2 separate regions of the Mus musculus genome follow, and region 1 is linked to region 2. A link is a contact called in public ChIA-PET data. All regions are on one chromosome and are shown on one strand. The core of a region is the stretch at or near the end of the contact, and the rest is flanking DNA. Distances in the headings are between cores, read along the strand shown.

What was found. ChIA-PET counts read pairs in DNA pulled down with a chosen protein or histone mark.
Region 1: an RNA polymerase II ChIA-PET map of effector CD8 T cells shows a contact between it and region 2, with 42 read pairs. The contact joins two enhancer-like sites. A contact is called at or near these places in 1 of 15 datasets of contacts at CTCF or cohesin (the NIH/3T3 cell line) and 6 of 115 datasets of contacts at active chromatin or transcription factors (bone marrow-derived macrophages, effector CD8 T cells, embryonic stem cells and 3 more).

The regions. Positions count from the first base shown.
Region 1 is chr10:19,207,715-19,212,537 of GRCm38.p6, forward strand. Gm20139 (predicted gene, 20139) reads left to right here. Exons shown (of 4, transcript NR_038021.1): 4 at 1-233. Among named protein-coding and RNA genes, the nearest start is that of Gm40607, 33 kb to the right of the region's middle. Within about 2 kb of position 2,252, at least 57 of the 459 cell types and tissues checked have an H3K27ac peak or open chromatin away from gene starts, as enhancers often do. A contact at or near this core is called in effector CD8 T cells, where this site is marked.
Region 2 is chr10:19,041,713-19,046,723 of GRCm38.p6, forward strand. No RefSeq gene overlaps it. Among named protein-coding and RNA genes, the nearest start is that of Gm51814, 19 kb to the right of the region's middle. Within about 2 kb of position 2,364, at least 133 of the 459 cell types and tissues checked have an H3K27ac peak or open chromatin away from gene starts, as enhancers often do. A contact at or near this core is called in effector CD8 T cells, where this site is marked.

The DNA of each region.
Region 1 (4,823 bases), core at 1,002-3,501, 170 kb after region 2:
TTGAATTTTAAATTGAAGTTGAGAGCCTTCAGTCAACAATCAGCTTTTAGAAGATCTCACTCTGAGTTCTTCTGGAATTTGTCAAGTTGATAGAATTCTTATTCCATTTGGAGTTTATCTTTGTAACTCTGACAAGTGGACATAGTTTTATCTTTATTCCAAATATTTTTCTAATTGTACCACTGTGTTTATTGGATAATTTGTTATAATAAAACCTATCATTTTCTATAATGAATACCTGCTTAATAGTAAAAATAAATTAAAATTATTTCCACCCCCCCACACACACATAAAAAATCAAAAAACCCACATTAAAGTCTTTCATCAAAAATCTTGCACCAAAAAGAAATAATGCCACTTACTACAGTTTGATAAGATTAAGTATCATTTATTAAAAGATGAAAATAAAGGAAACTGTTTCTTAATCAGAGAACAAGCTCCATCTGTACCTAAAAGACTCAGGATAAACACGCCCCGCCCCACCCCACCCCCCACCACGCTCTAGACGTTCTATCCGTGAGCTTTGCATTCCTTCTGTTCATGTGCTGATGACGCTTTGTGTTCAAGACAAAGGCTGTGCTGTGGTTGAAGGTCAGGGCTGGGCTGCGATCTCCACCACACTCCACCTCACGTCTCTTCTTTCTCAGTGTTTTCCTAGCATGTGTAGTTTTCCATGCGAACAATAGTGTTCATTTATCGAGTTGAAGCATTTGAAGTGAGCAGGGACTTGTTTTATTGGAATTTCACTAAATCTTCAGACTTAAGTCACTAGATCCCTTGGAACTGGGGTACAGACAGCTGAGCCCGTCAGCGTGGGGGCCAGGAAGACACTTAGGGCCTCTGAAAGAACAGCCCATGCTGTCACTGTTGAGCTCTCTCTCCATCCCCTTGTTTTCTTATTTTTATTCTCAAGTATTTAATCTCTTAATTCCATTGTAAATGAAAGTTTTTAAAAGTATTTTTAAGCTGGTTTTTATCTGTATATATGAAATCCATTGACTCTTTTCACCTGATATTTTAAAACATAATTTTATTGCTTATAATATATAATCCTGATATATTAATTCTTTGAAATTTGCTTAACGCATACAATTTACTCTAACAAACCGAAAAGACTTCCTCATAAAATATATTGCTTTAGTGAGGTGACCTGTAATTACATTATTAATTGTGTGTTGTTTCTAGTAAATGTAACCAGCTATTAAACATAGAATGTTTCTAAAGTTAGTTTAGAATTATCTACCTCAGTGGTATTAACTTTTTATTTCAAGCATGTAATTAAGAAGGCTGACACTCAGGGATGGGTCAGCTCAGGTTCCAGTCAGGCTGCAAGATAGACTCCTCTTTTTTAACAGTAACACTCACTAATTCTCAACAGACACCATCTAAGGGATATCAAACACAGGTGCTTGTTTTCTGAAAAACAAAACAAAACAAAACAGCAGCAATGTTTTCCTCTGTCTTCATAAGTTGCTCTTTCCTTGTTGTGAAAAAAAAATTCTTGAGAAAAGCAACAAGGGAGGAAATTTGTATTTTGACTCCCTTCATATGGTTTCAGTCCTTCAGAGACAGTGTAGAACAGTGTGGTGGGAATGAGTAACAGAGGGTCCTCACACCACTGTGGGACAAGAAGCAAAGGGAATGGGGCTAGAAGCAACGAAGAGAACAGTCTTTCAGAACCTAGTCTTCATGACGTATTTCCGGGACACACTTCTGGAATCTCAAACCCAGACCTCATGAAGTATTTTCAAGATTCAGGTGTCACCTCTAGAGACCATCAGCCAGGAAGCAAGCCTCCATAGCTTGAGCCAGTGGGTCAGAGCATTTCTCCTCTCTTCAGTTCCCTTCAGAGACTCCCATTTACTTCAGCACACCGACCTTTTCTGTGCCACCTAAATTGTCAATACGTATTAATAGACAAGTTCACAATATTTGGAAGTGCCACAACATCCATAAAGGTTTTAGATGAATTATACTATAGCTTTATTCACAGCACTTGCACATATTTATGAAATGGAGTACTGAGAACAACTGTACATCACATAATGTCATTTCTGTCAGAGACAGACCACACTCATGACAGTGGCAGGCAGCAGCTTCGGGTTTGTGGTGTCACCACATAGCTTGAGGACATTATTTTCACATGTGTCTAATTTGGTCTCACATTAGTTTCTTCATCATGACACAGAAACTGGCTGCTAACATTGCCAGTAAGAGACCCATGGAGTGAACTGAAAACAAAACTGAAAGTAAAAATCAGTGGTTTGCATTGCTCATCAGGTGGGCGTGTCATGGTCTACTTCAGCTGTGACCCTCCAAGAACAGGAGCAAAATGATAACAGCTATTTAAAAATCTGCTTCATGAAGGCAGTGACAGCAGCAACATCCCAGAAGAAACTATCAGCTATGGAGATAGTATCAGTGACCTGTGTAGATTACAAATAGTGAAGCCCTTTTCCTCTAGCCACTATGATGATCAAGAGCGAAAGGCTTGTTTGTAATGTTCACTGAAAAGGCTAGATGGAACTATGATAATGTGTTTGCTGCAAGCTCTGGGTAGTTCTTAATGACTTCAGAATCATTTACAGTCTGAAACTGAGTGAGTGATGGGTCTGTACATACAGGCGTGTGGTACTTAGGCCTTTACCACTTAGGTCTGTGTGAGTTCAGATGTGCATTTGCACCATGGCAAGACAGCAAACTTAACTGCAAATTTCTCCGAAGGCTCTCCTATTGCCAAGAGACATGTGAGTGTACACGTGCAAGTTACTCCATCGTAGACAGCGTTTTGTACAGAGATAGATTTAGAGCCTTTGTAAGAGCTCCTTACATGCCTCTTCTCTGGAGGCCCCAAAGTACAGGCTGATTACACTTGCCCTGCATGATGACCTGAGTCTATCCCACAGCATTATTAGAAACCAGTATGGCTGTAACACCTAAATGTTCCTGTAAGACCATCTTTCCTATGTATTACATACACCTTCTTTTGAAAGTTTTATACGTGAAGCTGGAGAGATACTCAGTGGTTAAGAGTATATGCTGGACAGCCTGGGACAGGATCCTTTCAGTTTCAGTCTGCAGCAGGAGCTGATACTGTGCCACAGCTCTCCATATCCAAATAATGCCAGGAGAAAGCTGGTCTCCCAGGAGTGCCCAAACATCTGTGAGCACAGGTAAAACCACCCCTTTTGCTCAAATTCTTGACCCAAGAGGGACCCACCCAGAGCCATCAGGACACAGGAACCAAGGAACAGGCAGAGACAGTTTCTATCTGCATCTCAGAGCTGACCCTGTGCCACAGCTCTCCATACCTAAATTCCTCCCAGAGAGAACTGGTCTCCCAGGAGTACTGACACATGGGCTTTCAGGAGGGACAAGCCACAGTCAAAGACAGCAAAACCAGCTAACATCAGAGATAACCAGATGTTGAGGGGTAAGGGCAAGAACATAAGCAATAGAAACCAAGGCTACTTGGCATCATCAGAACCCAGTTCTCCCAGCACAGTGAGCCCTGGATACCCCAACATACCAGAAAAGCAAGACTCTGATTTAAAATCACATTTCATGATGACAATAGGGAAATTTAAGAAGGACATAAAGAACTCTCTTAAAGAAATACAGTCAAACACAGGTAAATAGGTAGAAGCTCTTAAAGAAGAAACTCAAAAATCCCTTACAGAGTTATAGGAAAACATAACCAAACCGGTGAAGGAATTGAACAAAACCATCCAGGATTTAAAAATGGAAATTGAAACAATAATGAAATCACAAGGGGAAACAACCCTGGAGATAGAAAATCTGGAAAAGAGACCAGGAGTCATAGATGCAAGCGTCACCAACAGAACACAAGAGATAGAAGAAAGAATCTCAGGTGCAGAAGATACAATAAAAAACATTGACAAAACAGACAAAGAAAATGCAAAATGCAAAAAACTCCTAAACCAAAACATCCAGGAAATCCAGGACACAATGAGAACACAAAACCTAAGGATAGTAGGTATAGAAGAGAGTGAAGATTCCCAAATTAAAGGGCCAGTAAATATCTTTAACAAAATTATAGAAGAAAACTTGCTTAAAACCTAAAGAAAAAGATGCACATAAACATGTAAGAAGCCTATAAACTTCCAAATAGATTGGACCAGAAAAGAAATTCCTCCCATCACATAATAGTCAAAACACCAAATGCACCAAACAAAGAATATTAAAAGCGGTAAGAAAAAATGTCAAGTAATATATTTTTCCTCACCAGAAACTATGAAAGCTAGAAGATCCTGGGCAGATGTCATACAGGCCCTAAGAGAACACAAATGTCAGCCCAGGCTACTATACCCAGCAAAACTCTCAATTACCATAGATGGAGAAAACAAGGTATTCCATGACAAAATCAAATTTTCACAATATCTTTCCACAAATCCAGCCCTACAAAGGATAATAGATGGAAAACTCCAACACAAGGAGGGAAACTACACCCTAGAAAAAGCAAGAAAGTAATCTTCTTTCAACAAATCCAAAAAAAGATAGCCACACAAACATAAAAATAACATCAAAAATAAGAGGAAGCAACAATCACTATTCCTTAATATCTCTTAGCATCAATAAACTCATTTCCCCAATAAAAAGACATAGACTAACAGACTGGATATGTAAAAAGGTCCCAGCATTTTGCTACATACAGGAAACACACCTCAGTGTCAAACACAGACAAAACCTCAGAGTAAAGAGCTGGAAAATAATTTTCCAAGAAAATGATTCCAAGAAACAAGCTGAAGTAGTCATTCTAATATCAAATAAAATCAAATGGATACAAAATTAACTCAAACAAA
Region 2 (5,011 bases), core at 1,114-3,613:
AAGTGGAGAGACAGAGATAATAAACTGGTAAGAGCACGCCTTTTCAGGCAGGAGATAGTAGCATCCAGCAATTGTGCCTAGAAGGCAAGTTATAAAGTAACAAACCGCGTGTGTGTGTGTGTGTGTGTGTGTGTGTGTTCCTCAGATTCAGGGGAGCTGGAAGAGGATTGGTAGCATGATCACTTCTCAGAGCAAAGAGGAGTGGAACAAAAAGGAAGCCGGGTGGGGGCTCCAGAGGGTGGCCAATCCCGGGACAAAAAGTTGTAGAGCAAAACGACATGCAACACATTTCTAGTTCAGTTGCTCTATTATTATGTAACTATAGTATAGCAGCAGTGTTGTGTACTAACTGAGCTATTCTTAAAAAAAAAAAAGAAATCTAATAGTATTTCATCATTTTACTTTTATAAGAAACTGTACTTCAGGCTTCAAATAGTCAAAAGTTAATAATTTTTAGACAGTCAGTGATACACATTAATATTTTAACTTCCTTATATGCACACATTTGTTTTTATAGCCTGAGAATGGATGAGACTGAAGAAAACAAGTACATAAAGTGATAAGAAATATACTCCTTAGTGTCATTATATTTATCCAACTAAACATAGCCAGTGTTGTAGACGTGGCTTGGTGGTACAGTGCTTTTCTAACATGTGAGTGGCCCTGGGTGTGATTGAAGCAACACACACACATGCACACACACATATACACATACACACATACATGTGCAAACACGTGCACACACATGCACAAAGGTGCATGCGCACACACACATACACACAGACACACACATGCAATACACACACACACACACAGGTGTACACACACATACATACACACACACACACACATGCATACACATGTCATCTCTCTACAAACAACTTTTCTGTCTACTCATCATATGCTTCTCAACGTTCTTAGAGAATCTTTAAACATATGTACATTTTAGCATGATATATATTTAGTCACATGTCTATTACTCCACTTAACTATAATTTCCTTAAAGGTAAGGATTAAGGTTCTGTCTTTTATAAGTCCATGCGTACTACTAGTTCAACAACAGCACAGTGGTACAGGCAAAGCACTTGGCTAGTTATGGAAAGCATACAAATAAAACAATGTGTAAATTTCTTCACGTAGTAAGAAAGTAGTAACCTGGAGTAGTGAATTTACACACGCAGGGCTTTAGTTAGGATCATCAGTGTTTTTCCACAGACCCAGTGTTAGCTGCTTAGTCCCTGAGCAGCACCATTGATCACTGAGCCTCTGTGATGTGACGCGTAGTAGGAAGCCATAAGATCACTGAGGATATAGACCGTGCTCCCCTTTCTCTGCCTTTCCTTTCTGGATGGTGAAGGGAGTGGTTTTGCTCGGTTGTACACTCCAGCCACCACTTGATACTTCCACAGTCCCAAAGCAATAGTGAGAACTAAATGTGGCCAAAGCCACAAAAGCTGTGAGCCAGGACAACTTTTCTCTTTGTGAGTTAATTGCCTCAGGGGTGTCACTAGAGTGAGATCTGACTAATGCAGCCAGGCACCAACATACAGGAATGTCACCCATAATACATGAAAACTTCCACGTGGAAAACAACCTCTTTCAAGGCAGGCATATATCTTCTGAGTCTGTAGGACTGCGAACGTGAGATTTTTTATTTCCTTGGGTATATTCTCTGACTCCAGACATCAGGCATATTCCGTGACTCAAGATTTTGTTTGGTTTTGCTTTTTAGGTTTTCTTGATAAAATCACTTTCTCTTTCCAAAGTTCTAACAGTTCTGACAATGGACATAGCTTTTCACAGAAGCTTAAGCATTTTGACTACCTAGGGTGGCATGGACTAGTGTTCTGGCAGGCATTCAGACTACAAAATTCAGTGGTTTTGCCACCATACATGTATAATGTTATGTAAATGAGACTCCAAGAGGGAAAATGTAGAGAAGTGCAGGACAGGGCTTTGTAGCATGTAATTTTTGCTACCCTGCTTTAAGCTCTGGGTGGACTGTGTTATCAGCCCCACCCAGGTTCTCTTGGATCCTCGGATGAAACACACACACACACACACACACGCTTATTTTTCAACCTGCCTTATTGGCTCAGTTGCTGGGTGCTTCTAATCTCCCATGGCTAGATTGCCTTTTCCAATACTCTTAGCACCCTAAATCTGCCCTCAGCTTTAGTTCCTACCCCAGGCCCAGTTGGGGAAGTAGCTAATGGCCACTTCACCCTAGATCTCACATGGCTGATGGCCTTTTCTCCCTCTGAAGCATGGCAAAATCTCTCTTCCTCTCATTGCATATCTTTAGCTTCTACTGCAGGGGACATGGAAGTCCCGCCTCTTTCCTTCTGCCCAGCAATTGGCCCCTGGCATCTTTATTGATAGATCAAGAACCAATTGGGAAACAGGATTTTACCACCAAGAGCCACTCCCTACAGGACTTAAAGAGAAAATCACTGTGAGAGAACGACATCAATCAGACAAGCTGAGTAGTACACACTGGAACACAGTGAATCAATTAGGTCAGCCTCCTTGATGATACAAATTAGCAAGGCCTGTTTGTGAACAGTAGAGATTGTTAGAATTCTTTCAAATCAGAAAATTGAACTAACTCTTGTAATGCATGCGCTCTCTCTCTGTCTCTGTCTCTGTCTCTCTCGCTCTGTCTCTCTCTCTCTCTCTCTCTCTCTCTCTCTCTCTCTCTCTCTCTCTCTCTCTCTCTCTCTCTCTCTCTCTCTCTCTCTCTCTCTCTCTCTCTCGATAAGGTCTTTTACTGAACTCAGAGCTTACCAACTGGATAGACAGGTCAGGCAGCAAGAGACCTCCTGTCTCTACCAACCAGTTTTCAGATTACAACTGAGGTCCTCATGCTGGTATAACAAACATTTAACAGAGCAAACCATCTGACAAGGCAGATTTTTATTCTTATAAGTAGGCAAGTTTAGGAAATACTAAATGGGTTCATTTTAACTCCTGATATCAAATTTAGTCCTAAAAGTTTCACAAATCCCTCTACTTACAATCCCAGCTTCCCCATACTGATGCCCACAGAGTTTACTCTCTCTTTTTTCACCAATCCTTCTCTCTCAGGATCCCTCTTTTCCTCTACTTCCTTCCCCTCCCCCCCCCTCTTTTCTTTCCTCCTTTCAAATTCCTGCCCCCTCTTTGTCCAGAATTCGCTCAGTTCAGTGTTTTATGAGGAGTCCGGGGAGTCCTGCCCTGCAAGTGGAGGTAAAGGCAGCAGAAGCCACAGGTGCTGCAGGTCACTACTTGATGTCACTCATGAATTTACGAACATACAGAGGTGATTTCGGTATATTACCTAACTATATCACCAGGTGAGTTTGTTTGCTTTTTACATGCTGATCAAATAAAGTCGGATCATAAAGCCGAGCTGTTCAATTCCCTTCAGAAAGTCCCTAGTCCTTCCACTTGGGAATTTTGAATCTGAAAAGTTCGAGCATTTTCTATGTGATTTTCTTTCTAAAAATACAACTTGCGTGAAGCCTGGTACTATTTTCACTTTGTGCACTCAGCATGATAAGCAGCACCTGGGGAAGTGTTGCTTGTATCAACTCTAACCTTAGGCCTCTGTTGCTCTGAGCAGTACTCTTGGCATTTTCAGAGAGACTCCTTCCTGGTCCTGACCGTTCTGTTGCCTCTTAAGGTTTAAACATATGGGTTGAAGGTAAGTACATTGTATTATCTAGGTGCCAGGCACTCTATTTGTTGCATGATCAGCATATGGATTTGTGCCTCTACCTGAAATAGGTTGTTAAAAAATAAATATGCAACCACACATAACAGCTGATACTGAAGAAATATTTGGATGAGATGAAGACGTCACTCATCCCTGACCATCTCATACATGCTGAAGATAGAACAGAGTATTAAGAGGGACATGATACCCCATGCAGTACTTAAAATTCCTGTGACTATAGTATGGACTTGTCTGCTGAATAGTAGGATATCTGAAGGAAAAGACCTTGCTTTGACAGATCATTAATATTTCTTAGCACAAGGTGGCACACAATAAGTGTGTGTAAATGTTTATGAAACTTGACTCTAACTAAGACATGCCTCTGGTTAATTTTGAACCCCACACTAGAATAATCCATCCTTGTTGTAGTTGAAAAAAAATGTACTCTCTTCCACCATGTCCTATTAGGAAAAAGTGATAACAAGCACTTTGTTAAGTAGGTTTTCCAAAAAAACATTATGCAGTTCGTTTCTTGTAAAGCCTTTTGTCTGTCACCTGTGTGTCTTTTCCTAATATGGTCAGTAATGCATTTAACAGATTTGATTTGGCTTTACTCTTTGTTAATTCCTCTAGAATGTCCCATTTTCACTATCATAAGTTGCTCATTTCTTATTGGGAGCTGTGGTTCATTGAGATGGGGAGTTCCTTTATGGCTAGTAATACTTTGGAATCCCCAGGGATGGTCCATGACAAAGGAGATTAGAATTCTGAAGTGACACCCTTCAAACCACAACTAGTCGGTCTGTGGTCTGAGTCACACACATTCTTTGTCAGATCAGGTCAGCCTGTGCTAAAAGGGCAAAAGAGGAGGAAGAAATCCTAAAAGTACAGAGTGCCCGGCAGAACATCCTCTGGTCATGCTTTAGAGTTTTGAGCTCTAACCCTTGAAACTTTCTAATATTTAAAGTTACAAATACACCAGGAATTCCCCTTCACTACATTGAGTAGTTTAGTTGTGATGTACTTTGTTTATGTGCCTATTCTTCAAGTTGGTTCTGAATAGCTTTCTTGGACTTTTTTTTCTATTTTATTTTTGATTCCAAAGAGAATTTTTTCCAACATTCCTGCCTTCACATTAGCTGAGGTACTTTTTAAAAGGAGCCTACATGTCCAGTGTAACATCAAGAACTGAATTTGTTAGCAAAAGCATAAGCCATCAAATTAGCTTATGTTAGGGAGTGTCTGTGAGTGATAGGTCTGAATGGATTGGCTTCCAGAGCCAGGTATGAATGTTAACCATTGAAGAGGTTCTAA